7 separate regions of the Mus musculus genome follow, and regions 2, 3, 4, 5, 6 and 7 are each linked to region 1. The links are chromatin contacts, called in public Hi-C, HiChIP or PLAC-seq, Micro-C and promoter capture Hi-C maps. All regions are on one chromosome and are shown on one strand. Each heading gives the region's core, a stretch centred on a gene start, on an enhancer-like site or on the middle of the called end of the contact. The rest is flanking DNA. Distances are from core to core; before and after follow the strand shown.

Region 1 (2,626 bases), core at 43-2,542:
AGTTAGGATAAGAGCATGTCAAGAAGCAAAGAAACCAGAGAGGGGACCTGGCTTTGGGGGAAGGGGTGGAGCCAGGGAAAGGGGCTCCGGGTGGTGATAAGTGTATCCCACAAAGTCCTAATGGGCAGCTAGTGTGTGGGTGTGGGAGAGGACAGAGCCAGACTCAATAGGGTCTGAATCGCTGCCGAGAATCTACCAGTAAGAGGTGAGGGCTGCCGGTCCCAATGGGAGGGGGAGGGGATAAGTTCACTGCAGCTACTGAAGCAGGGACCATGATGGAGCTTATGGGAAGAGCGCCTGGGATATTTTGCAGCTGAAATCCAAATCGGGGCCCTAGAGGCTAGAGAACTGTTAGTCCCAGAAGGGGGGTTAGTTTGCAACCCACGGTCTTGGAAAAAACGCACAGAGTGTAGACTCGTAACGTGGGGGTCCTAGGACTGCGTGTGAGTTTAGGTGGCTAAGGGCAGTGCCTGCGACTGAGATGTCTAAGGCTTCGCGCTGCCTGAGAACCGGAAGCCTTGGACTGGGATTTAGGAAGACAAGGCAGGCCAGGGTGGGGTTCCTAAACTGCCCAAGGTGCCCTGGGGCTAGGACTCTGGATGCGCAGGTGCATTGGGGCTGTTCCTAAATCTCTGCAACCCCAAAGCCTCACGGCTCGGAGTAGGAAGGGGTTTAGTTAGGGTCCCAAGATCTAGGGGTGCTCTTTGCAAAGTTGGAAGCCCTGGAGTTCCGCTTTGGGTGGAAGCTGGGATTAGATTGGGGGCAGGGTTAGGATGGGGCTAGGGTTCGGATGGAGTGCGGTTCGGATCCAAGGGCGTCCAAATGGGCTGCTGGAGTTCGGATCTGGGTAGAGTTCAGATCTCGGCATTTCGGATGGGCTGGGGTTTGGATTCGTGGGGGTTCGGACGGGTTGGGTCGAAGTGAGGTTCGAATAGGTTGGGGTTCTAATCCGTGGACTCAGGATGGGTTAGGGTTCGAATCCGGGGACTTCGAATGGGCTAAGGTTCGGATCCAGAGGGCTCAGATGGGTTAGGGTCCAGGTGTTCGGACCGCCTGGGGTTCGGTCGGGGCGGGCCCGGCGCCGAGCACCCATCAGATCGCAGGCCCTCCATCCGTCCTACCTGGCGAGTAAAGCGCCGCCAGCTCACGGGCTCCCGCGTGCTGTGCGCCCCAGCGCCGGCCCTCCGCCGTCTCGTCCTCGTCCAGCTCCGGCTGCCGGCCCGGCGCGTCCTCGGCGCCCGCCATGGCCCGTCGCCCGGCCCGCCCGCTGCGCTCTGCCTGCAGCGGCGGCGGCCGCGGAACCGCGGCGATATCACGCCGCCCAATGACCGGCCGGCGCGGGGCGCGGCGGCCGGGGCGGGGCGTCGGCGGGGCCCCGCGTCACAGCCAATCGGAGCCCGCGCCCGCGCCGCGCCCGGCCAATCGCAGGCCTTCGGGCCTCAGCCAACCGCGGCGCCGGGGGGCGGGGTCGCAGCTGGACGCAGCTGGACGCGGAAGGCAGGGTGGATGTGCGCGTCCCCGCTGCGCCCCGCGAACTCGCGTACCGCGCTGGAGGCAGGGAGTACGCGCTGCGAAGCGCCTACGGAGTGCATGGCTACTGCAGATCGTGCATTCGCTAGGAAGCTGCTGGACGGGGCAGCACATCGGCTGCACGCGCTAGGTTTCATTTCACTACCCAGGAGTGTCTCGCGTTCGAGGCCAGCCTGAGCTACATTGCAAGACTCAATCACGGAACATAAGAAGTAATATTGCCTTCTGAGAGGCCGCTCGTGACCACCTGCTGGGGTGCCCCCTCCTCTGGTCACTGTGACATCACCCTCACGCTACTCAGAGCTTGTCAGGAGTAACTGTCTCTCTATCAGGAAAGGAGCCCCTGAGGGCAGGGACTCTGCCTGGGCCAACAGCTGACAGATTTTAGGAGAGGTTGAATGAATTCCGGGTCAGAGAACGTGCTTCTGTCTTTAAGGCATTAGCATTAAGAGAGCTAAAGGCTTATGTAAAGTCCTTAAGGGATGATAAACAGCGTCCACCCTGGGGCTGCAAGACTGAGAGGTGCCTGGGGCCCGCAGAGGGAACTTAAGATCTGAAGAATTTTTCCAAGGCTCCATCTTCGTTCTTCTCTAAGATTTAAGCTTCATATTTCTCAGCTGCCAGCCTCCCCAGGCTATCTCCTCTTCCCTCAGTGCTCCTTTCCTGGGTGGTCTCTGTCCGTTCCAAGCTCCTTCTCTGTCTCCTTACGTCTACTCAAAGGAAGAGCCACTCGGATGGCCGCGTCAGGCTGTAGCCCAAGTCCTTCCTGTTCCGATGAAGGTGACAGCCTGGCACTTGTATTAACTGCGCGATTAGATTTGGGGTGTCAGGGGTTCTGCTGAACTTGCTGTGGCAGGTGCTGGGTCTCAGACCCTCCCAAACTGCGCCTGTTAGCAAGAAGGCTAGGGTTGCAGATTAGGGCTGGAGATCCCAGAGGCCAGGACATCCTGATTGACAGACAAGACGGGTAGTCAGAACTAACTCTCTCTCACCGTTATTCAATTCACAGAGCACCAGCTTGGCCCTATGCAGAGTCTCTGAGATTTGCTGGAAATGACCAGGGAAGTCTCTTTCTGTAGTTTTTTTGTTGTTTTGT
Region 2 (2,626 bases), core at 68-2,567, 490 kb after region 1:
AAGAAACCCAGCCTTAGGTCAGTGGAGCAGGGCTCTGGGGAACGGAGCCTGAGGAGCAGGCCAGAGCTTAAGCCGCACACAAGAGCATCCCACCTGAAGACTGTTCCAGTCCGTGTGAAGGGAGCTTTGAGCCAGGCCTGTGCCCCCTCAGGTCTGCAGGAGACCATAGCTGATGTCTGCAGCCAACCTGGGTCTGCCCTCAGCGCCATGTGCCCAGAGGCTCAGTAGCTCACTAATTTGTTGTTAACCACTGTTTGTTTCCTGCCAAGCCAAAACATCTTGTTCATGAGGTTTTACCTTGATGAATTTTCTCCATGAGAGGTACTTTCCAGTGAAGGAAGGATCCAGGACTCAGGGCAGAGGCTGTCCATGCAGCAGGCAGTCTGGCTATGGTGGCCTAGACTGGCTTTTCACCTTAATCCAGCAGGGCTAGAAGAGACCAGGAGGCCAGGTGGTCCCAGGAAAACTAGTCAGGGGCCCTGGTGGCAGAAGGGACACTTTGCCCACAGCAGAGCAGGCATGAGACGGAACTGCAGGGAGACGGGAACAGATTCTCCTGTTTGGGAAAAAGCTGGACGTCAGACATTTTTTTATTTTTGAAACAAGGTCTTGCTTTGCAGCCCTGGCTGGCCCAGAACTTGGCATGTAGACCAGGCTGCATGTTGGCCCCGCAGCAAGGCTTAGCCTGGGTATACTGGTACACTCCTGTAATCCCAGCATTTGGGAGGAAGAGGCAGGAAGATCAGAAGTTTCAGGTCAGCCTCAGATTAGCTAGAGATGACCTTTAACTCCTAATCCTCCTGCCCCTGGCTCTGCCCCTTCAGAGGCCTCTGAGATCAGATGCATAGAATGAGGGACATCTGTCCATCAGGTTGTACTAGCTCCAGCCCAGACTTCCCAGCTCTTAGCTTTGGCCCCTGATTCTGACGTCTTATAAAAACTCCAGAGACAGGTGACTCCACTTTACAAGGAAGGAGCTCTAGGCTCAAAGACCTCACAGTGTCCCTCTCCCTGCCTGTGTTCTGTCTGGGTGGACCATAGCCTCTGTCCTACCCATGGTGACACGTGGGCGAAAGGATCTGACCCCAGCTATGAAGTCCCAGAGGGACCCTGGGTAGGATCCCTCGGCTACCATCTACCCAGTTACATTTCCAGTACCTGCAGAGGGCACGTGCTCTTCCTCAAGGTTGTGCACCCAGTAGGTGCTCAATACATTCCAGAGATATCTGACCTTCCAGCTCTGTTTGGCTCTCTGTCTGACAGCAGAGAGCTGACAGAGAAGAAATGGCGGCTGTAGGGAATGCTGCCCTGCCCTGGCTGGCCTGTAGGGGTCGTCCTTGGGTGCTAGGCTTGGAGTCCCTCCCTTCCCCACCCCCAGCCAGCAGGAGAGAGGCTTAGCTGGGCCTCCTCCCCCAGCGGGGGGCCCCAGGAGGGCCATGGGGAGGAGCCTGCCTGGCTGGAGCTGGGAGGGCTCTTGCTGAAACACAAAGCAGCCAGGGGAGGTTCCAGGCGCCTGCTGGCAGCTCTGAACCGGCTTCTTTCTCTTCCTGCCTTCAGCAGTCCTGGTGGTAAAAACGCCGCATGACAGATGGCTAATACCGAAGCAAAGATGGAGGCCGAGTCCCACACCTCCCCAGCACCCAGCCTCCTACACAATCATGCTTTTGTGTGTGTGTGTGTGTGTGTGTGTACACGCTCATGCCAAGGCAGCAAGCATACCTGTAGTGGTCAGAGTACAAGAGGTCAAATTGTTTCTGGGTTTTTGTTTTGTTTTGTTTGTTTGTTTGGTTGGTTGGTTTTTTGGAGAATCTTGTGTAAGACCAACTGGGTTGGAACTCTTGTTTTGTAGACCAGGGTGGTCACTTGCCTCTTCTTGCCAAATTTTGGTATTAAAGGTAAGCACCACCCTGTCTGGCTTAGAGAGCAGTTTATGGGCATTGGATCTTTCCACCATGTGAGTCCCTAGGATGGTGGAACCATTTGTCAGGCTTAGCAGCAAGCACCTGTACTCACTGAGCCATCTCATTGGCCCTGACCTGTGTTTTCAGATGGTTGTGTTCATGTTAAAGCTTTGGGGAGAGTCAGTTGGATTCTCATTATGACCGTGAGACGTTTTTATTTGGTGGTGGTGGGGTGTTTGTGTAGGCATAATGAGAAGCACCCCAACTTATTTGGTGGGGACACACTCAAAATTTCCTTTTCGCAAATCTGTGTCGTCCTCTGATGTCTGGGGCTTGTATGGTGACATGATTAATGGAACCTGCCTCTACTCCTGGGATCCCAAGAGCATCCAACCCAGGAGTGACAACCTGGAAGCTGTCCAACACAGCCAGATGCCCCTTGAAGGCCCGATGTCTGTCCTGGGTTATCAGATGGAAGATGGCTGTGGATAGTGGCCCAAGGCCAAGGGGTCCACCCTGTCTCCTCTGAGCTATCTGTGGTAATTTCCAGAAGGAACCCTGAGCTTCAAGCTCAGTAGGTAACGGCCTTGCCTAAGGAGCCTGAGCACCTGAGCTCTGTCCCTTGACCCCGAATTTCAAAAGCAGGGTGTGCAACCAAGTATGACCTTGTACGAGGCAAGTAAAACAGGGGGTTCAGGAGCTTAAAGTCACCCTCAGTGACATAG
Region 3 (2,626 bases), core at 49-2,548, 440 kb after region 1:
AAAGTAAGCAGTGTACCAGACACGGACTGGAGAGACGGCTCAGTGGTTAGACACTGCTCATTTAGAAGACCCAGGTTCAGTTCCCAGCACCCATGTCTGACGGCGCAGAACAGCCTTACCTCCAGCTGTAGGGGATCCAGCGTCCCCTTCTAGCCTCCGTGGGCACCCATGCACGTGACATTCACTTATGGTCACAAATCTCATGTGTGAGACAAATAACCCTCTGCAGCAGCGTGTGGGACTATAGAGTGCTAAATATCCTTGCTGGTTCTATTGTCCTGGGTCTGGAGTGGGACAGGGCGGATAGGGCTGACAAATGGGGGCCCTGAACCCCTGAAGCAGAGGGTTCTGGGTAACACTGCCTGGTCTGGAGCATACAGTGTAGGTCAGGCTGATTCTATCACGAGTGCGGGAACTGTAGGTTTGTTTAGTTTTAGGACAGGGTCCCCTGAAACCTAGACTGGCCTCAGACTCACTCAATACCCTAAGATGACTTTGAACTCCCAATCCTCCTGCCTCTGCTTCTCTAGTGCTGGGAACTATAAAACTCGAGCCACCCACCTGGCTTTTTTTCTTCCTAGCCTCCTGGGGATTGAACTCAGGAACTTGAGCAGGCGAGGCAACACTAAAGCTCTGACTGGTAGTCTCAGCTCTATATGGTTTCTAGCTATAATAAGCCTTCAGGAGTTGTGTCTTCTACACCCATCAGCTTCTATGCTGCATCAAGGGGGGAACCCATTCTAGGAGCCTGGAATTCATTTCCACTTGCGTCATTGGCAGGCTCTGTAGACAAGGCTAGCTCTTAGAATGACCGACGTTCTCACCGTAGCAACTCAGATCGGTCTGGAGCAGTCCTGGCCTGCATATCAGGAAGGTGAAGGAATGTGGACCTTCAGAAACAGTTCTGATGGCTCCGCCAAGTCCTCACAGCAGGGCAGGAATCGCCGAAGGCATGCAGTGAACCCTGGAGAACCCCAGGCTGCGTGACTGTGCTGTGTCATCTGCTAGGAGACAAGCCGCCATTTGACCCAGGACAACCCACCAATGTCTATCAGCACAGCCTTCTCTGTCCAGATTTCTAGGATGCTCAGGGGTGTGTGGCCCGAGGAGGCTGCTCTCAACTCAGGCATGCAGCCTGTACCAAGTTCTAGAACATAACTTGTTCCCAGACTACCTGGCCAGGAGGGACAGAGATCCAAGTAAAGCTATTTCCAGCCCTCAGCTGTTTGTCACAGGTATGTGCCCTAACGGACTGCCCCAGTGTGTGCTTAGTGACTCAGAAACTAAATCATTAACTACGCAGAGAGCTGGAGAGCCACAGAGCGCCCGCCTTCCAGGGATGCTGGGACAATACTGAATGAGGGTAACAGTGCCAGGCAGGCTTCTCGGAGAGATGTAAGCAACCTTCGCCGCCCGCGATTGGAATCAGAGAGCAGCCATAATAACTCAACAGTCCACACAGGGACCGGACAAAGGGTGGTTATTCCTCCGGGTGAATCAGGGGAAACTGGTTTCAAAACACACAGGGGGGCTGGGAGGTGGCTCAGCAGATAAAGGCATTGCCAGCAAGCCTGAGGGCCTGTGTTGGATCCCCCAGGATCCACAGAATGGAAGGAAGGGACTCCTGAAAATTGTCCTCTGGCCTGCATTTGCAGGCCAGATGGCACACACATGTCAACGTACACATATGTAAACAGATGAAAAAAATGAAGAAAAATAAATAAAATCACATGGGGCCTAGGGGCGTGGCTCCGTTGGTAGAGCTTGCCTTGTGTCCACTCCGTTCTATGGCCAGCGCTCTGGAAGTGAAGGCCAAAGAGTCACGGTTCAAAGGTCATCCTCGGCTACATAGCAGATTTGAGGCCAGCTTGAGCTATGTGAGACCTTATCAGTAAACAAAGAAGCAAATTCACTTAGTCAAGAACGAGAGTCCACACTTGTAATCCTGGGAAGCTGAGGCAGGAGGATTGAGAGGTGGAGGTCACATGTAGAGCACTACATAAGGAGCACATGGCTCCAAACCACATATGTACTTTTCTTTAAAAAAAAAAGATTTATTTATTATTATACATAAGTACACTGTAGCTGTCTTCAGACACACCAGAAGAGGGCATCAGATCTCATTACAGATGGTTGTGAGCCACCATGGGGTTGCTGGGATTTGAACTCACGACCTCTGGAAGAGCAGTCAGTGCTCTTAACCACTGAGCCATCTCTCCAGCCCCGTACTTTTCTTTATTCATTTATTTCTGCTCTCTCTCTCCCCCCCCCCTATTTTTAATTGGGGAAGGAAGAGTGTGCACGCCACAGTTTGTGAGGTCAGCCCCTCTGCCACTTTCTGTGTTTTGTTTTTTCAGACAGGGTTTCTCTGTGTAGCCCTGGCTGTCCTGGAACTCACTCTGGAACCAGGCTGGTCCGGAACTCACAGAGATCCACCTGCTTCTACCTCCTAGGCTTAAAGCCCTCCCACCAGCAACCCTCCATCCTTCCATCTTTGTTGTTGTTGTTTTTTAGAGACAGGGTTTCTCTGTATAGCCTTGGCTATCCTGGAACTCACTTTGTAGACCAGGGTGGCCTCGAACTCAGAAATCTGCCTACCTCTGCCTCCCGAGTACTGGGATTAAAG
Region 4 (2,626 bases), core at 70-2,569, 400 kb after region 1:
CTTGGTGGTTCAGAGCACTTGCTGCTCTTTCGGGGGACCCAGGTTTGGTTCCCAGAACCCACACAACAGCTCACAACTGCCTGTAACTTCTGTTCTAGGGAATCTGACAACCGTCTTCTGGACACACACATACACACACACATACACACACACACACACACACACACAGAGAGAGAGAGAGAGAGAGAGAGAGAGAGAGAGAGAGAGAGAGAGAGAGAGAGTAAACTAATAAATCATTTATTTTTAAGGCTGGAGCACGTAATTAATTAGTATATACACATCACCATTAGCATCCCCTAATACAGCTTTTTTTCTCAATTCCCTGCACCCGAGAGGAGAAACCTTTATTTCCAAGGACCCCATGGCTTTGTGGGGTCCCATGCCTAATTCACATGGAGACCTGTTAGAAGCCAGGAGCTCTGCAGTTTATCCCTTTCCTGAAAATGACAGAGACAAACCTGTGAAAGGGAGCCCTGAGGGGAGACAAGAACCAGCATGGAAGTCCTTATCAACCTCAGGAGCTTTCAGCTCTGACCAGGTCCCTTACCTGCTCCTGCCTGGAGATAGATGTTCTCATGTACCAGCCCCTGGCAACTCCGTGCTCCCAGCCTGACCCCTCTGGAGCCTCACTCCAGGCCTTTCTGATGCGCCCCTCCCCCATGACAAACTGTGGTCCCGTAGCCTGTAGGCTCTGCGGAGCCTTGGGATTGACGAGGTCTACCTCTGGCGTGGACCAGAAACCTCAGTTTAGCTTGAGTGAAGCAGCCCTGAAATCTGGGAGCCTTATCAGTCAGGGGATGATTAGCGATTAGAGAGGTCGAGGCCTGACCCTAAAGATAGCCCTTCCTCCCACCCCAGAAGCCCCACAACACCCCCCCCCCCCAGCTCTTGTCAGAGTTAAATCTTTGCAGAAACCCAGTCCAGTTAAGTAAACTGTTTCCACACACAGGCAGCCATAGGGCTTCTCTGGAGGCATCTGGAGGGCCTGTGTTTCTCCACGTGGTGACTGTCATCTCTGTAACATACCACTGAGAGTGAGCCCAGCATTCCAGAGATGACTCCACCAGCTGAGGAATTCTGTTGGCCCCTGGTGTGTAGGACTTCTGTGAGATGTCTGAGTTTGCGATGAGACCCTCAGCTGCATCTTTCATGATCTGATACGACACTTCTGTCATGTCCTGTCCCCGCACCCCCCCACCCCGCCACCGTGCATGCCTGTCTTTGCCATAGATTTCTAGTAAACTGCTCAAGTATGCACAGCCTAAATTGAACCCTGATGGCGGGGCGCTTGCTCCCGGGCCCCTCTTCAAAGCCTGATGGTTTACACGGCTCTGGAAACAACAGGGCCAGTGCGCAGTTTATTTGGGTTGGCTGGTTTCGTGCTGCTCGGAATCTGCTTTGGGGGTTGGGGGGGAGGGGGTGGGACAAACCCTGCCCGTGTTTAGATTTATAATTTATATTCCAAGCACAAATACCTCATAATGGAGCTGGAAATGAGAACCAACCATGAGCAGGCCATTATGGGCTGGCATTGCGAGAGTGTGGTTACATTAAGGTACCCCAAACCTCTTTCTGTTAAACCACCCTCTGACTGACACGTGCCCATACAACGGGCACACTGCCGGCCTGGCCTCTGTACCCGTGTCCCAAGCCAGCTCTTCCCAATTGGAGATGGCTGCTCTGTGCTCAGTCCCCTGTGCTCCCTGTCCCGACCCCTCCCAGCTCCCATAAGCATGAGCAACGCATGAGCGTGCTTCAAAGTAAGGAGGAAGCCGAGACCCGGGAGCTTGAAAGTCCATTCCAGCCTCCGCAGGCTTCAGGCGGTGTCTGTTTTGTGGTGCTGCAGACCAAACCCTGAGCTTTGCAAATGCTAGGCTAGTTTTCTCCCCCTGAACTACACCACCATCCCTGGGATTGTGTCCTTGAGACAGGGTCTGACTGTGTAGCCTTCTACCTTGTTCTCATGGCTGCATTGCAGGTATGTGCTGTCACACTCAACTTCAAATAAGAGATTTTCATCAAATCTAGGCGTGGCCAAGTGCCGTGCTTGCCAGGGATTCCAGTGCTTGGGAGGCAGAGGCAGGAGGATCACTGCTAGTTTGAAGCCAGCCTGGTTGAAGTAGTGAGCTCCAGGCCAGTCAGGGCTGCATAGCTAAACCCTGTCTCAAACAAAGGAACAGGGCTGGAGAGATGGCTCAGCAGATAAGAGCACTGGCTGCTCTTCCAGAGGACCTGAGTTCAATTCCCAGCAGCCACATGGCAGCTGACAACTGTCTGTAACTCCAATTCCACAGAATCCAATACCTCTACATGCAGGCAAAATACATAAATGCACATAAAATGAAAATAAATTAATTATTAAAAAACAACGAGTAAAGAAAGAAAGATACTAATTAAGAAAAATAACCAGCCGGGCAGTGGTGATACATGCTTTTAATCCCAGCACTTGGGAAGCAGAAGCAGAGTTCGAGGCCAGCCTGCTCTACAGATCAAGTTCCAGGATAACTGGGGCTACACAGAGAAACCGTGTCTCAAAAGCAAAGCAAAGCAAAACAAAACCACAACAACAGAAAAAGGAAAAAAAAAAAAAAAAGAAAAGAAAAACAAACAAGTCATGATAGCTCAA
Region 5 (2,626 bases), core at 56-2,555, 310 kb before region 1:
AAACACCAACTTTAAACATCAAGTGAAACAAGCTTTAAAAAAAAAAATAATCAGGGGAGAGACTCTCTCCCTCTCTCCCTCTTTCTCTGGAAATTTCTCTGCCAGTTCAGAGTTGCCAGGTCAACAGGGAACACCAGCATTTACTACTCCGATCTCAAAGGCACTTCCCCTAAGCGGCACCCATCCCAACCATCCAGAATTCTCGCCCTCGGCCCCACCCCCAACAGCATCTTCTCATTTTTCACCAAGGGCTGAAGTTTTCACTAGCACTCCAAGACCACACTAAGGGAGGCAAGTCGCATTCCTTAAAACTCTTTCCTTCTGTCCCCCAAACTACCTGTAACAGCGAATATTTATTTATTATGTATGTATTTATTTCGAAGACGTTGGGCGTCCGCTATAGGGAGAAAAGCTTAAAGGGCATTTATGGCCCTCTGTCCTTTAAAGGCTGGGATTCGTGTCCCCATTTTACAGAGAAGAGAAGCTGAGGGCCCAAGGTCATACAGGACATCTGACCTCAGTGTCCTCTGCCTTTAACCCTCTCGCTGCCTTTGCCTTCTCATCAGCGTCCAGTCTGTTCCGGGAAGGGCTCGTTTTCTCTCCAGGCGGTCTCCCCCTCTAAAGGGCGGACCTTGGAGAACTGCTACCCATTCCGTTTCTTCTCTGGGCGACCCCCCCCTCCCTTCCACCTGGCACCGCTTCTTCAAGGCCCCTGTCACAGCACCTCCTCCATGGCCAATTCAAACTTCCCATCGGTCCCCAGAGCAGGTCGGGTCCGCTATGAGCGGCGGGCGAGCGGCGGGCTCCAGGGAGGAGGGGGGGGAGGGGAAAGGGGCGCGCAGCCCGCAGCCCCGCCGGGTCTGGGCAGCCAACGCGCGGCCGCGGAGGGCGCGGGCGGCTGCGTCAGGGAGGAGGCCGCGTGTGCGGGCGGGCTGCGGGGTGGCGCGGCAGGAAACGGCGAGTCACGGAGCGCGGGGTCGGCCGGGGCGGCGGCGCGGGCCGCAGCGGGAAGAGGCGTGGGGTGGCCGCAGGGTCGCCTTCCTACCTATGCCGGGCGCCACATAGACGAAGTAGAGCAGCGAGGACGACAGCGAGAAGAAGAAGAGCGCGGCGAGCAGCGAGCGGCGCGGCAGCCGCAGCAGCCCCCGGCGGGCGCGCATGCTGAGCCGGCGGCCGCTCGAGGGCCAACCCGGGCCCCGCTCCCGCCGCTCCGGTCCGCCGCCTGGGCCTCGGCCGCCGCCTTCCGGGCTTCGCGCGCCGCCGCCTCGCCGCTTTCAGCCGCCGGCCGCCGCGGGCCGGGCCACATGAGGCGGGAGGGGGCCGACGACCAGAGGAGCTCAGCGGCGGGGGCGAGGCGGGCGGGGCGGGGCCTGTTAGGAGGGCGGGGTGAGGGGCGGGGTCTGATGCTGAGGGCGGGGCGAGGGCAAGGGCCGCAGTCTGAGGAGCAGATGGAGGTACCAGACCTGAGGCAGGCCTGATGGGGACCGAGTAAGGGCGGGGCCTAAACTGGGGGCCGGACGAGGGCGGGGCCTGATGTTAAGGGTGCCTCCGCGAGCCTGAGAACACCGGCGGGGACCGGGCTTGAAGTCTGATGGGGAGGGGGATAAGGGCGGGGCCGGGAGCATAACAAGCATTTTGCGGGAGCCTGAGCCTGAGGCCTGACGGGGAGGAGAGAAGGGCGTGGCCTGAGGCAAGGGGGCGGGAATGGGCAGGGCCTACAGTCCGGGGAGCGCATCTGTGGGGCGGGGCCTGGATGTGGGGGCGGGGCGGGGCGGGGCGGGGTTCACGCGCGAGCACTCTAGCCGCAAGATCCTCGAGCGGCCGCCGCCCATGCTGGCAGGAAGCGGCTCGCTAGTACGACTTGGTTCCCGTGCGAGCTCCCCACGCGGGGATCGAGGGGTGGTGGACAATGTGTGAATAGCCAGGTAGCCCGCCGCTGCAGCAGAGCAAGGATGCAGAGGCCGGGGCATTCGTGTTCGCCCTCACTCATCCATTCATTCCAGACACCATTTATGATAAAGTGGCAGTTACGGGTCCTGGGGCCGGGGATGCTCCACGGAGCAAAGATTCCTCTGGGAACCTGTATTAATGCGAATAAGAAAAAAATCAATATAACAGATGATGATGATAAGAGATATGAAAACAATTAGACATGAAGATGTTTCGGATGCATTCTACTCTAGTCTGAGATTGAGGGGGAAGCCTCTCCTTCCTGGGTGGCATGAACACAAAAGAATGTGAAAGTGCCAGGTGGAGAAAGAGTGGTCCCACTAAGGGGAACTACAAATGCAAAAGCCGGAAGGAAGGAAGAAGGGGCTTGATCCGCCTTCAATGAATCCAAGGATAAAATCCCAGGAAAGAAGAAGAGATCCAAACAAGGTCACATCCTACAGGACAGAACAGTGGTGACAACTGTCAATGTTAAGACACCGAGAAACAGGGCTTCTTAGCCAGTAACAGCCTCTCTCTAAGTCCTGAGATCGTGGCTCCCCTACCCCCACTTTGGCCCCATTGCACCGATGAGAAAACTGAAGCTTCTGGAAAGAGAAGCAAGTCGTCTAAGTTGTGAAGTAAGGGCTCAAATCAAAAGTGGCCTGCCACCGGGGCTTGACCACTAACCCCATTT
Region 6 (2,626 bases), core at 67-2,566, 300 kb after region 1:
TTTTTTATGTATATGAGTATTTTTTCTGCATATGTGCCAGTGATATGCACATGCCCTTGGTAGCCAGAAGAGGGCATCAGACCCCCTTGGGACCTGTGAGCCTCTGTGTGGGTGCTGGAGACCAAACTACAAGAGTGGTATTTTTGACCACTTAGCTATCACCCCAGCCTCAGCTCTGCCCCACCCAGACACACAAGACAGGGTCTCACTGTGTAGACCAAGCTTGCTGTCAACTTACAGAGATTCACCTGGCTCTGCCCGTGACTACTGGGATTAAAGGCAACCCCATTTAAATTTTCTTGCATTTTAATATCCCTATTTTTTTTAAATCTTTGGTTTGCTAAAATTTTGAAAAGAATGAATTTATTCCATAACATACTTCGTGGCTTGGTTTGGTTTTGACACAGGGTCCTCCTGGGTAGCTCATGAACTTGACATACTTCTGTCTCCTTGTAATGTTGGGATTCTTAGAGTGTATACATGCCTGACATACAGTCCTGTGTTCTGCCTAGACGTGAAAGGTCACCTGCACTTCTCCATGTAGGCTGACAGCTGAGATCTGAAGAGTCTCTTCCTGGTGTGGGCACAGTGCCAGGCTGCGTCTGGATGGCCTGAAGGAACGCCTGCCTGTGTGGAGCCTCATGCCTGCCTGCTTGCTTGGAATAGAATAGCCTCTCGGTCCCAGCTTGGGACTTTATTTTAAAGACTTACTTGTTTTATTTATATGAGTACACTGTAGCTGTCTTCAGACACACCAGAAGAGGATAACAGATCCCATTACAGATGGCTGTGAGCCACCATGTGGTTGATGGGAATTGAACTCAGGACCTCTGGAGTAGCAGTCAGTGCTCTTAACCCCTGAGCCATCTCTCCAGCCTGTGACTTCATTTTTGTGGTTTCACAAATCCATTCCTTCCAGTGCTATCATGCCTTCATCTCTGTGCCTCCTTCATCCTTGGTCTCTCACATCAGGTAGGAAAGCATGTGGCCTCTAGAAGAAGGTGGCCAGTGAGTATCTCATATGCCTTTTTCTTGGTTCTGGTTAGCAGAGCCTCACACAGCTTTCCAGGGACTTGGGAAAATCTTGACCAACATTGTTGTGTTTTAGTGAGCTGTTTTCTGCTCGTTCACACTGCTAAGTATGCAGGGAGCATCCATCCATTGCGGAAGGAGAGCACTGTCACTTCAGATCAGGGATGTCACTGGTGTTTCATGTGGCCTCTCCCTTGGGACCTTGGAAGGAGGAAACACAGTGGGCAGACTGGTTCCTGCCAGGAAAATTGTAGATATTGCTCTTGCAGATGCCTGCCAATTCCTTGTTAGTCAACTGTCCCACTGTCCCCCGGCAGGCAGCCAAGAGCCGGGTGAAGTTCTTACTGGCCTGATAGAAAGCAGAAGGTAAACAAAACAGAAGTGAAAGTCGATTTTTTTAGCCAGTTCTCTTACGGGAACAGTTTTGTGGTTCTCAGCATTTTAGTAGACACTGGTTCCAATATGTTTGATTGACATCAATTACTGTAAGTCTGATTCATTTTCTCCCTATTGATTTCTGCCCAAGGTGGAATTCATGACATTTAACAGAAAATGTAAGTGATGTCTTTATCAAGGGCTGTAAAAATTAGGGTCAAAGCCAGGGACACTTGCAAGTCTAACTGCGAGTGTGTCATCCTAGTTACCCGTGTAATCTGTGTAAGGTGAGCGGCAGCCCGACGCTCTGGCCTGCCACACTGAACTCAGAATGCTGCTTCTAAATGCAGTGTGGGCCAGGGTCACTTCACCAGTGTGAAGCCATTCATTCATATCCACGCTCCCACCCCCAGCCAGTTCAGCCTCTCAAAGCTGTTATTCTCAGTGCTAAAACCACATCAGTCCTTAGGGACCAAAAGTCATTGTTAACATAATTATGTAAGTGGCTTGTTCTTGTAAATGGCTTGAGGTCATCAGCAGTGACAGAGGTCACTTTGGTATTTTTAAGGGTTAGGTGTTTTGAGCAGCTGTACAAGCAGGAGGACTGTTAGCAGCACAGTGCTGAAGCCCTGGAGTCCACTCTGGGAGCCTCTCCGAAACTGCTGCTTCTCTGAAGCCATATCACCACCGCCCACACCCACACCTCTGTTCCTCTCTGTGACTGCAGCTGCAGCCTGGGTATTTTGCCCCTGTAGTTATTCAGTAAACCAGGTGTGCTTGTGCAGACTCCCAGCGCTTGTCTGCTGGGATTATTAGTTCAAGGTCATCCTCAGCTTCATAGGGAGTTGGAGGCTAGCCTAGGCTATGTAATATGTAAGTACCTGTCTCAAACAAAACAAAGCAAGATACAAAGAATGAAGTATTGTTTTCCATTCAAAGACAGCCTCTGGTGATCTATCTATTCTGATTGTTCTTTGCTCCACAAAATTTTTCTTTCTCCTTTGTAGTTAGACCCGGTTAATAAAATCTGCTGTGCACTCACCACTCTGAGGTGCTTACACACAGCATCTTAGGTGAGCCAGAGACAAGCGTGTGTGCTCTCAGCCATGGCTGCGCCTGGGTTCCAGGAAGTGCTTGCCTCTCAGCCCCCACTGCCCGGTCTATCTGCCCTTCCTTCCTTCAGTCTCTCAGCTGACTATCTGAGAATCAGTATTTTCCC
Region 7 (2,626 bases), core at 50-2,549, 270 kb after region 1:
GAAGATTTTTTTTTTCTTTTAAACATGTTTTTAGATTTATTTGTATGATGGTTTTGTATGCATGTATGTACAGTAGTATGGTATCACATGTATACCCTGTGCCCTTGAAGGTCAGAAGACGGCCTGAAACTAGAGTTAGGATGGTTATGAGTCACCAACAAACCCCAAGGAAGATTTTTTCCCTTTTGGTTGTTTTTTTGTTTTGAGAAGGGGTCTCACTGTATAACTGGCTGTCCCGGAACGATGTAGACCAGGCTGGCCTGGAACTCAGAGACCCCTTGCTTCTACCTGGAGAGTTTAAAGGCAAGTGCCACCACATCTGGTCAGGATTTTCTTGATACTGGAGAAAGACAGAAAACTAGCACCACATGTCCCATCCGTTCATTCTGCCAGGGTAAAAACTCTTATGGACTTTCCCAAGTTTCATGAGAGCAGAGTGGCCAGCTGGGTGTTAGCACCTGTCCAAAACTCCGGAGACTGAGGCAGGCAGATCCAGAGCTGGAGGCTGGCCTGGGTTACGTAGTGAACTCCAGGCCAGCTCGGGCTATAGAGTGATTCGTTGTCTAAAACGAACACTCTGCTCGCTGGGATGTGGCCGGAGTAGGTCCTAGCATGCACGGAGCTCTGGTTTATCCCCCGCAATGCATGTCTGTGATTCCAAGACGTGGGAGATGGAGGCGAGAGGATCATCCTTCGCCTGACAGCAAATAAGAGGTTATCCTTGGCCTGACAGCAAGTGAGAGGCCAGCCTGGAATATCGTGACCCTGAGTTAAAAATAAAGAACGGAGCCCGAAGTGATGGCACACACCTTTAATCCCAGAACTCGGGAAAAAGGCAGCCGGATTTATGAGTTCGAGGCCAGTCTTGGTCTACAGAGTGAATGTGAGGACGTCCAGGGCTACGCACAGAAACCCTGTCTGGAAAAACCAAGACAAAAAGGAAAAAAAGAAAAAAGAAAAACAGACCGGGACAGGAAACGCCGCTCCCACTCAACCGCCCAGCTCGAGGCCACGCCCTCGCCGCCTGACTCAACCGGCGGGCTTGAGGCTCGAACTCAGGATACTCCCCGAGTCCCGCCTCGGCCCACGCGCCGTGGGCGCGCCGCCGGGGGTCGCTTGGGCAACGGGCGCGCGCCCTCCGGAGCGCGGAACCCGGGAAGCCGCACGCGGCGCGCGCAGCAAGTCTGCTCCTCGGGTTCGGGCCTCGTCCGCGATGCCCCGCCTACCGCTCCGCCCCCGCGGAAGTGCCGGCCGCCTTTTCGCTAGCTGACTGGTCCTCCCGTACAGAGGGCGGAGCTCGCGGTGAGGCGGGGGTGCGTACTTCCGGCTGCCGGCTTGACATGCAGAAGCCGCTGCTGGGGAGCTTGGGGCTGCGGTGGTGGCGGGTGACGGGCTTCGGGACGCGGAGCGACGCGGCCTAGCGCGGCGGACGGCCGTGGGAACTCGGGCAGCCGACCCGTCCCGCCATGGAGATGGAGAAGGAGTTCGAGGAGATCGACAAGGCTGGGAACTGGGCGGCTATTTACCAGGTGCGGAGCCGGGGGCCCCTAGGCCGCGCCGTCTCCCCGACCCTCCCGGCTCGGGGGACTCCTGTCGCGCATCCTCGTCGCCCTAGACCCCTCTTGGGGTTCGCGGCCCCTGCGACACCCCCACTCGCCTCTATCTCTCCGCGGTCCCTGTCATCTTCGAGCTCCCCCCGCAAACCCGACCCCAACATGGCCCAGCCACCCTTTGTCCCCACTGGTCCACACCCCTGCCGCTTCCTTGTCTGGACTGGACCACCTCAGGCCCTCTTCCTTTGTCTCCTGGGGAGGAGGGTGGGCTCGCCGACACCCCCGCCCCCTCACATTTCACTTCCTCGGGCCTCGGTGTGCGGTGGTGGAGGCCCGGGGATGACAGCCCCCTTACTCCTTCCTGTCCATTCATTTGTTAGACGTGAGCTGGAGGGTCTCTTCGGTGCTAGGCTTTGGAGCTGGTGTGTATTGAACGCCACCGTAGACCTAACCTATCCCCCCCCCCCCGAGAGGCTATAGTCACACAGACATTCAAATACTGATCATTGCATCTGGTGACAAGTGTTGAGAAGAGAAAGACCTGTTCTGGTGGAGGGTGACTGTACGCAAAGGGGCTGCCTTGTCTAGGGCATCACCGGCAGGGCTGCTAGCGGCTCGACAGGGAAGGAGACTTGCTCTTTGAATAGACCAAGGAGTGACAAGCCATGAGGTTAGGCGACTAACTAGGGGGACACAGAACCCATTCCTATAGCTGCCTGACCCTCTCCAAATGGCCTCTTTCTTTTGTCTTTTATCCTTTGACCGTGAGCTGAGATGGTTTCTGTTTTCTGTGATCCGGTCCACTTGAGGGGTTCTGGTGGTTCATTAAAAAAAAAAAAAGTATTATGAAAGTAGGGTTCTCCCCCCCACCCCCCGCCATGTATGAAACAGTGAATTGAAAATGCAAAGATGTCTTTGCAAGCAGCTAAGTCCTCTAAAGAAAACAAATCTTCCGATTAAATGTCAGTGCGGGGGTTGTGAGGATTAACCATACTCGCCAGGCATCTTAAATAAGCATGTGCAAAATAGATCCTGTTCCTCGGGTAAAGAGAGCAGGCGGTTTATTCTGCTTT

The links. Promoter capture Hi-C pulls out the DNA fragments that hold promoters and counts their contacts. A called contact is a pair of places that touch in the nucleus more often than the background predicts. HiChIP or PLAC-seq counts read pairs in DNA pulled down with a chosen protein or histone mark.
Region 2: a contact with region 1 is called in a promoter capture Hi-C map of hippocampal neurons, with 4 times the contacts expected there. The contact joins the promoter of E130018N17Rik here to the promoter of Tmem189 in region 1. A contact is called at or near these places in 2 of 39 promoter capture datasets (hippocampal neurons and liver) and 2 of 115 datasets of contacts at active chromatin or transcription factors (kidney and pancreatic cancer cells).
Region 3: a contact with region 1 is called in an HNF4G HiChIP or PLAC-seq map of pancreatic cancer cells. The contact joins the enhancer-like site here to the promoter of Tmem189 in region 1. A contact is called at or near these places in 2 of 39 promoter capture datasets (hippocampal neurons and liver), 4 of 484 Hi-C or Micro-C datasets (the Ba/F3 cell line, adipose-derived mesenchymal stem cells, embryonic fibroblasts and 1 more), 5 of 115 datasets of contacts at active chromatin or transcription factors (craniofacial prominence, embryonic stem cells, extraembryonic endoderm stem cells and 2 more) and 1 of 9 other capture datasets (embryonic stem cells).
Region 4: a contact with region 1 is called in an H3K4me3 HiChIP or PLAC-seq map of craniofacial prominence, with 3 times the contacts expected there. The contact joins the enhancer-like site here to the promoter of Tmem189 in region 1. A contact is called at or near these places in 5 of 39 promoter capture datasets (cranial neural crest, frontonasal cranial neural crest, liver and 2 more), 3 of 115 datasets of contacts at active chromatin or transcription factors (craniofacial prominence, embryonic stem cells and kidney) and 3 of 9 other capture datasets (adipose tissue, embryonic stem cells and liver).
Region 5: a contact with region 1 is called in a Micro-C map of embryonic stem cells, with 6 times the contacts expected there. The contact joins the promoter of B4galt5 here to the promoter of Tmem189 in region 1. A contact is called at or near these places in 3 of 39 promoter capture datasets (the C10 cell line, fetal liver and pre-B cells), 1 of 15 datasets of contacts at CTCF or cohesin (the NIH/3T3 cell line), 3 of 484 Hi-C or Micro-C datasets (B cells, embryonic stem cells and liver) and 2 of 115 datasets of contacts at active chromatin or transcription factors (effector CD8 T cells and pancreatic cancer cells).
Region 6: a contact with region 1 is called in a Hi-C map of bone marrow-derived macrophages, with 22 read pairs. The contact joins the enhancer-like site here to the promoter of Tmem189 in region 1. A contact is called at or near these places in 12 of 39 promoter capture datasets (the 3T3-L1 cell line, 3T3-L1-derived adipocytes, the C10 cell line and 7 more), 2 of 15 datasets of contacts at CTCF or cohesin (CD8 T cells and the NIH/3T3 cell line), 1 of 484 Hi-C or Micro-C datasets (bone marrow-derived macrophages), 18 of 115 datasets of contacts at active chromatin or transcription factors (CD8 T cells, the SCID.adh cell line, T-cell acute lymphoblastic leukemia and 14 more) and 2 of 9 other capture datasets (adipose tissue and liver).
Region 7: an H3K4me3 HiChIP or PLAC-seq map of bone marrow-derived macrophages shows a contact between it and region 1, with 6 times the contacts expected there. The contact joins the promoter of Ptpn1 here to the promoter of Tmem189 in region 1. A contact is called at or near these places in 17 of 39 promoter capture datasets (the 3T3-L1 cell line, 3T3-L1-derived adipocytes, the C10 cell line and 10 more), 2 of 15 datasets of contacts at CTCF or cohesin (CD8 T cells and the NIH/3T3 cell line), 7 of 484 Hi-C or Micro-C datasets (B cells, bone marrow-derived macrophages, centroblasts and 3 more), 41 of 115 datasets of contacts at active chromatin or transcription factors (the 230-238 cell line, CD8 T cells, the SCID.adh cell line and 31 more) and 4 of 9 other capture datasets (adipose tissue, liver, macrophages and 1 more).

What each region holds. Positions count from the first base shown.
Region 1 is chr2:167,660,252-167,662,877 of GRCm38.p6, forward strand. Tmem189 (transmembrane protein 189) reads right to left here and starts at 1,293. Exons shown (of 6, transcript NM_145538.2): 1 at 1,122-1,293. The coding sequence starts at 1,245.
Region 2 is chr2:168,153,196-168,155,821 of GRCm38.p6, forward strand. It overlaps E130018N17Rik (RIKEN cDNA E130018N17 gene), which reads right to left and starts at 1,318. Exons shown (of 2, transcript NR_040327.1): 1 at 1,159-1,318; 2 at 1-556.
Region 3 is chr2:168,103,638-168,106,263 of GRCm38.p6, forward strand. No RefSeq gene overlaps it. Among named protein-coding and RNA genes, the nearest start is that of Pard6b, 24 kb to the left of the region's middle. Within about 2 kb of position 1,299, at least 68 of the 459 cell types and tissues checked have an H3K27ac peak or open chromatin away from gene starts, as enhancers often do. A contact at or near this core is called in embryonic stem cells, extraembryonic endoderm stem cells, liver and 1 more, where this site is marked.
Region 4 is chr2:168,055,437-168,058,062 of GRCm38.p6, forward strand. No RefSeq gene overlaps it. Among named protein-coding and RNA genes, the nearest start is that of Gm33108, 13 kb to the right of the region's middle. Within about 2 kb of position 1,320, at least 46 of the 459 cell types and tissues checked have an H3K27ac peak or open chromatin away from gene starts, as enhancers often do. A contact at or near this core is called in craniofacial prominence, where this site is marked.
Region 5 is chr2:167,347,873-167,350,498 of GRCm38.p6, forward strand. It overlaps B4galt5 (UDP-Gal:betaGlcNAc beta 1,4-galactosyltransferase, polypeptide 5), which reads right to left and starts at 1,306. Exons shown (of 9, transcript NM_019835.2): 1 at 1,046-1,306. The coding sequence starts at 1,160.
Region 6 is chr2:167,957,650-167,960,275 of GRCm38.p6, forward strand. All of the region lies in intron 1 of Ptpn1 (protein tyrosine phosphatase, non-receptor type 1), which reads left to right. Among named protein-coding and RNA genes, the nearest start is that of Ptpn1, 27 kb to the left of the region's middle. Within about 2 kb of position 1,317, at least 169 of the 459 cell types and tissues checked have an H3K27ac peak or open chromatin away from gene starts, as enhancers often do. A contact at or near this core is called in CD8 T cells, the NIH/3T3 cell line, the SCID.adh cell line and 9 more, where this site is marked.
Region 7 is chr2:167,931,028-167,933,653 of GRCm38.p6, forward strand. It overlaps Ptpn1 (protein tyrosine phosphatase, non-receptor type 1), which reads left to right and starts at 1,300. Exons shown (of 9, transcript NM_011201.3): 1 at 1,300-1,529. The coding sequence starts at 1,467.